Linked DNA regions of Pan troglodytes: region 2 is linked to region 1. A link is a contact called in public Hi-C data. All regions are on one chromosome and are shown on one strand. Each heading gives the region's core, a stretch centred on a gene start, on an enhancer-like site or on the middle of the called end of the contact. The rest is flanking DNA. Distances are from core to core; before and after follow the strand shown.

Region 1 (3,069 bases), core at 368-2,867:
GAGGTGAGGTCTCCCTATGTTTCCCTGGCTGGTCTTGATCAAACTCCTGGGCTCAAGAGATCCTTCTGCCTCAGCATCCCAAAGTGCTGGGATTATAGGTGCAAGCCATCGCACCAGCCTGCAATCCTGAATTTTAAAATACAGAAGGTGAACTCACAAACTTGACAGCAAACGCAGGCAAGGAGCTAGGAAGGACCCTGGACACCCATAGTCCCAGTAGAGCTGGGCTTAGGGATCATATGATATTGCACCTACAAAGAAATACCCTCCAAGTTTTCACTGATTGTAGAGCTCAACATGAGTCAGCAGTGGGATGCAGCTGCTCAGAGCAAATGTGATATTCAGCTGCATTAATGGAACTATTATGTTTCCAAAAGAGAGCACAATGACCTCCCTGGACTTTGCATAACTAGCTAAGTCTAGAATACTGAGTCATCTCCACCGATAATGGTAGTGATGATTCTCAGAACCATTTTGTATAAAGAAGAGTTTCGTGTGACTTTTCTCCTGGGAAACAGGGTCTGCACTTAGATTTTGCTTTTTTTTTTAAATCACAAACATTGCAGGGCCCCGAGAGACAGAAGCTGTGCATTTTATTCTTAATCAAACACTACATCAAGGAATGTTCAGTTTTCTCCCTACTGCTTCTCTCCTGTGCCTCAAGGTGGGACTCTTCAACGGTCTGGATAGTTCTGGGCCCTTGAGCCAGTGTGGCTTGCTGGGTGTGGGCCCTGTGACGGAGGTAGGGCATGTCTTATGAAGAAACCTTTGTGAGCTCCGCCAGACAGCCAAGTCAAGGAGGAAAATTGTCCCCTGCCCCCGGCACCCCATTTTTCAGTTCAATTTAAGGCAGATCTTCTAACAATCAGGGCTGTTTAAAAACAAAATGAGCTGCTCTGGGAAGGAGCAAGTTCTCCATTTTTGGCAGTGCCCGAGCAGCATGTGGGTGATCCACTGAATACTGCTGTGGATTAAGCAAAGGCTTGGCGGGGATGATGCTGGGCGCGCCTCCAAACCCGACTCTGTGCTCCTATGCTTACACCACCCTGGTCTCCTCTGACAAGACTTCCCAAATACCTTGCTTCTCCTCATTTGGAGTTAGTGGCCCCCTACAAACTACAATTATAGGATTCTGAATCCATTTTAAAATAAAATGGAGTATTTATCCTCTTATCTCTCTCCATCACCACCAGTACAGCCTCCAATCACTCAGCTCTGACCACTTGAATCCATAAGAAGAGAAGAACTGCATAATTTTGTCTTTCTAGCTTTCCTGGTCCATTAGAAGGGCACCGCAGTGTTCCCTCTTTAATCCCTTTAGCTTTTTGGCAAAGCAGCAGGAGAAAACACCTTATGAGGAATGTGAACAGATCACAAGGGGAGCCAACCTGTGATTGTTCTTCTTCACTCACCTGCTTCCCAGTCAGTTCAGTCCAAATCCTTTTGAAGCAAGCACATGAATTGTTGCTACTTTAGGGCAATTACAGGATTTACAGATTAAACATATCCCCACTGGTTTCCCTAGCAACCGTCTTTGAATCACAGGATGAGATAAAACTATTGTTCTAGTTAATAGAGTCTGATGTTAAGAGAAGTCCAGCCATGTAATTCACAGAGGTATGCACCCTGGTGGGAGCAGAAAGAGCGCTAGGCAGGGAGGCAGCAGACCTACGTGCAGGTTCCGGTCCACTGGGGTCAGATACAGAACAGGAACATATCTCAAGACGCTGGTGACAGTGCCCCCCGCAAAAAAAAAGGGTTCAGAGCACTGCCAGGGGAAGAAAGATGCAGGTGTTTCTAAAATGAGTGAAAACATTAGGCACAAAACAATCCAAGGCAAGGGGTCTACTTGGACAAAGCCAAGACACAGTGAGGTCAGGGGCAGGGCCCACTCCTCCAGCTGCCAGACCAGGCAATCAAGCCACCTTGGGCAATGCACATTATTGTGTGGCCAGACCTGGGTGGGGTCTGGGAAGGTCAGCTGGCAAGAGGGGCATACGATTTTTGGCTTTTTACCTGCATAATAAGATGCTTGGGTTACATTTCAAGGCCCGTTCCAACTCTTCTGGGTAGTAGAGCTTCTCTGATTCTGAACCAATTGAGAAATAGTCATATTTCAGCAAATACAGATGAATATAGGACCTTTATTGGTTGTTGAGTAGGAGCCCTTAAAGTGGACCTGCGATCAGATGACCTTCAAAATGATACAACCCCAGCTGGGTCTGGACCTGCACATGAGGAGAATTGAGTCTGTGGTGCAGAAACATGGAGGTCAGATGCATGCCTCAAATCAATGAATTCTGGAGAGCAAGAAGAGAGACATCAACCTCCAGATCCCAGGCTAGGATTCAACCGTTCTTCCCATAGGAAAGCAGAAGCAATGAAAAAATTGTCTCACCCTGTGCACAGTCAGCCTAAACAAGAGAGCCCGCTGTTTAGGACCCTTCTCCAACCTCCCTAAGAAGAGAAGTCATTCTTTCCCTTGGGAAGAAGTAAAAGAGGAAGGGGCAGGAAATAACTTCCCAATCCCCCAGAGGACAGAAAGTCCTGTTATAGGCTGGGAAGAATGCAGGAGGAGAAATGTTTCCTGTAACACAGGGAGGAGGGTGTTGAATGGAATACCAAAGGCATATAGCTGGCCCATGGTAGACACTCCTTACTTGCCCTTGCTTCCCAGAAAACACAAGTCTAACCACCTACACCTCTGTGTGCAGAGTCTGCAGCTCCCAGCAGCCATAACGAAGGCATTTACTGCCACCTACACACATATAGTTCAAAGTCCTTTGGAAAATGAAAATCAACAGTAAGATATTTGATTTCTCTCCCGTAACAGCTAAGTAGAATGAATATATTAAGTTATTGAAATGTTAAGAGCATATTTTTTGTTTCCCATTATTTCTCGCTGTAACTATGAAGTTTTATCATTTTCCTTGTTAAAGGAAGAGAAAGTGTGTTTATAAACATGTATTTTGCAAAGCCGCTTGCAGCCAGTCTTTCTGAACTTTCACCATTGGGAGATTCACCCCCAATTCATGAAGTTTCTAGATTTCTTGTGCAATATCTCAGAGT
Region 2 (3,137 bases), core at 457-2,956, 420 kb after region 1:
CAGTGCAGATGTAGGTAGGGAGTAGCTGGGCTGACTGCTGACTCACAGGGATCTCTTCCGCTGCTGGCAGTCCCCAGCATGCTTAGACATGTTCTGTACCACAGAAAATCCTGATGATGAAACTAGTACATCTCGGCTGAAAGTCCAGCCACACTCTAGTCGGGCAAAGGCAGCCACCCTCCTGACCCCCACCTACCACAGATCCACAATCAGGCAACCCAGCCCTGACTCCCGTCCTTCAGGGGCTCTACCCTGCAGGCTGCAGTCCCCCAGTCCCTTACCGTCACCAGCACGCAGTGCAGGTCCGGGGGCTGCTCGGCGCCCTCGCTCGCCGCGGGGCCAGCGTCGGTCTCCAAGAGCAGGAGCTCCGCCAGCCGGCCCGGGTTGCTGACGCGCAGGATGTTGATGTCGTTCTCGCAGCAAAACGCCTGGATCAGGGTGAAGTGGATCTGCAGAGCCACATCTCTGTCGTCGTCCTCGTCCGCCGCCAGCAGGCACAACACCACGTTATCGGGGTCGCTGGGGGCAGCGGGCGGGGCCAGTGAGCGCAGCAGCGCGGGCGCCCTCAACCCCTGCCCGGGTCCCTGGGGGTCGCCGCCCGGCCCGCTCGCCCCCTCCCCTCCGAGACAGGCAGAAAAGCGACAGGAAGTGGCCCGGCCGGGCGAGGGGCGCCCAGCCAAGGCGACCTCCCGGGCTGGGGCGGGAAGGGGTGCCACGGGGGACGCGCAAGGGCCCCACTTACACGTTGAGCAGCTTGGCCGCTTCGTACACCCCGACAGTGATCGTGCGCTGACTCAGGGCTTTGCTGAGCACTTCCTCCAGGGCATCCCCCACCTTATCCATCCTACACGCGGGCAAGGGCGAGGGGTCCCGTCAGCCCCGGTGCCCTCGGGGCCATCGCCGCCCCCCTCGTCCGGCACCACGCCCCTCCCTCTCGAATGCAAGCACCACCGCGCACCTGGGCTCTACGAAAACCCGGCGCTCCCGCGGCCCCGTCACCCCCCATGACCCCTGCACGCCCAAGGACCAGGCGTCCCGTGAGAAGTCCCGAGAGTGCCCCTGCCACAGGCTGCCAGCCACGGGAGCCGCACGGGCAGCGACGGCCACTGCTGCCCTTTGCAAAGGCCCCGGCGGGGCTCGTTCGGGTTGGGGGGCACGCTCTTTCAGTCCGTGGGAGCTCCACGGAGAGTCCCGAGGGAGCAAGGGCGGGAGTTGCCCTGTGCAAACTTTTCTGCTTCCTCCCCTGCAAGCCTTCCACAGCCCGGCTGCACCGGGGAGCGCGGGGTAGGTAAGAGAAGTTTGGGCCGGAAGAGTCCGCAGGCCGACTCACCTTTCGGTCTTCTGCTCTCCAGCCGAGAATTCCTCCAAAGTCATATTGCAAACTGCAGGTCGCCCAGGGAGAGAGCGCGGCGTGCGGGCTGCTCCTGCCACGGCGAGCGCGCGGGCGCCTGCTTTCTGCACTCACTCACAGGCGCCGCTCCGGCAGCTCAGGCCCTGGCGCTCTCCGGCCGCCCCTCGCCCGCCCGGGCTCCTCCTCCTGTGCCAGCCGCCGCAGCTCCGGCCACCCCTCCCGCCTTGCTTGCTCGCTCGCTCCCCGGACCTCGCCTCGCCACGGGCCGCACGACACTAATTGGGCAGCTGCCTCCCAGCCACTGGAGGACAAAGGGCCCCGCTCTCCGGGCTTATCCTGCCAACCCTCAGCCAACCACCTTCCGCCTCATTTGCATGCAGCTTGGCCATTGGGCTATGCAAATCAGCCTGCCCCAGCAATTTGACCCCAGCTCCTGGAGTCAGGTTGAGAGGAGCGGAAAAGGGAGGAGCCACGCAGGAGGCGAGCCGAGGGGGCGGGGGCGGGGGCGGTGCCGAGAGGGGAAGGCGGGTCCCGCGCGCACTCTTATCCGGTTGGCGGGGACCATTGGGAGTGGAGGGCTTTAGCAGAGGCTAGAGGTGGCCTCAGCTTGGGCTGAAGCAGGCTGCCAAGTGTTCTTCTATAATAGTTGCGGCACTTTTTTCTTATTATCCTTTCATGTCTTTTGTTTTAAGGGGTGGCTATTAAAATCTATTTCCAGGGTTAATGCACTGAAGTCTAGTAATTATTAGTAAGCAGGTTACATTAAAAAAGTGTCTCCAGACCTCCGGGGCAAAGTTTACCTCAGAAGTGTTGTTTATCTAAGTCTAGGCGAAGCTGCTTATTAGCAGTAGTATTATTTCGGTGCCCTGATGGCTGGTTTGATTTATTTTTGGAAAGCTGCAAGGGTTGGAAGCTCAAAAAAGAAAAACCAACCCGTTTGTATTCAGGGATGGCAGGGAACCAAGTTAGAATCTTTTCCACAGAAAGCAGAACGGTTTCCCACCTGCCCGGTGTAACTGGGAAATCGTGAGCTGGTGTGCGTGGGGAGCTGGTGACCACATGTGGGAATCCCTGGCAACCTAGATTCTCCTTTCTCAAAGAGCCTTGCCCAAACAAGGATCCTTCTGGACGCCCACCAGCTGAGAGACAACCATCTGACACCCACACAGCCCACAAGTCTAAATTCAAAATGCTCTCGATATGCCCTAAGCTTCCTTTCCTAACGTATGTCGTTACCTTCCACAGAGAGCCTCCTATGATCTCACTGTGAATTATTGATGTTAGATGCTGAATCATGAAGCTGTAACTATAGGAAGTTTTTAGTCATATGCTAAAATTTCACCTTTGAGATAATGGCAACTTGTAGGTGGAAAGCAGACCTTTAAAACTGCAAATGGTAGTTACACATTTTTGAAAAACAAACTTTAATATATAGACTCTCACTGAGTAGTTCAAAAGTCCCTTCCTTTGTTTTATGGTTTATGCAATAAAAGCAAAAACATTTCTTAAACCTACTGAAGTCATCAAAAGTGGTGAAAATGGCTCCCACATGCTTGCATTCAAAACAGTGCTTGCATTATTAAGTTTGCTGTACAGCCAAAGGTCACAGAAGTAATTTCTGCAAAGGTACCTGGAAGTTTTGCACCCTTATGTTTTTATCACTCTAGACAAAATATTCTCCAGCTCTCTTGATCTTAATTTGGTGGAAAAGAAAAGTGATAGGTTTTCTGGTTCATTTATTTGAGTTGTCATTTTGCACTCATTTTCTCACTGTGTTGTCAGCCAT

Evidence for each region. A called contact is a pair of places that touch in the nucleus more often than the background predicts.
Region 2: a contact with region 1 is called in a Hi-C map of stem cell-derived neural progenitor cells, with 2.4 times the contacts expected there. The contact joins the promoter of GADD45A here to the enhancer-like site in region 1. A contact is called at or near these places in 1 of 7 Hi-C or Micro-C datasets (stem cell-derived neural progenitor cells) and 1 of 1 datasets of contacts at active chromatin or transcription factors (stem cell-derived excitatory neurons).

Annotation. Positions count from the first base shown.
Region 1 is chr1:162,883,819-162,886,887 of NHGRI_mPanTro3-v2.0_pri, forward strand. The region is part of intron 11 of WLS (Wnt ligand secretion mediator); the gene reads left to right. Among named protein-coding and RNA genes, the nearest start is that of DIRAS3, 52 kb to the right of the region's middle. Within about 2 kb of position 1,618, at least 7 of the 24 cell types and tissues checked have an H3K27ac peak or open chromatin away from gene starts, as enhancers often do. A contact at or near this core is called in stem cell-derived neural progenitor cells, where this site is marked.
Region 2 is chr1:163,299,377-163,302,513 of NHGRI_mPanTro3-v2.0_pri, forward strand. It overlaps GADD45A (growth arrest and DNA damage inducible alpha), which reads right to left and starts at 1,707. Exons shown (of 4, transcript XM_513476.7): 1 at 1,331-1,707; 2 at 743-844; 3 at 282-519. The coding sequence starts at 1,374.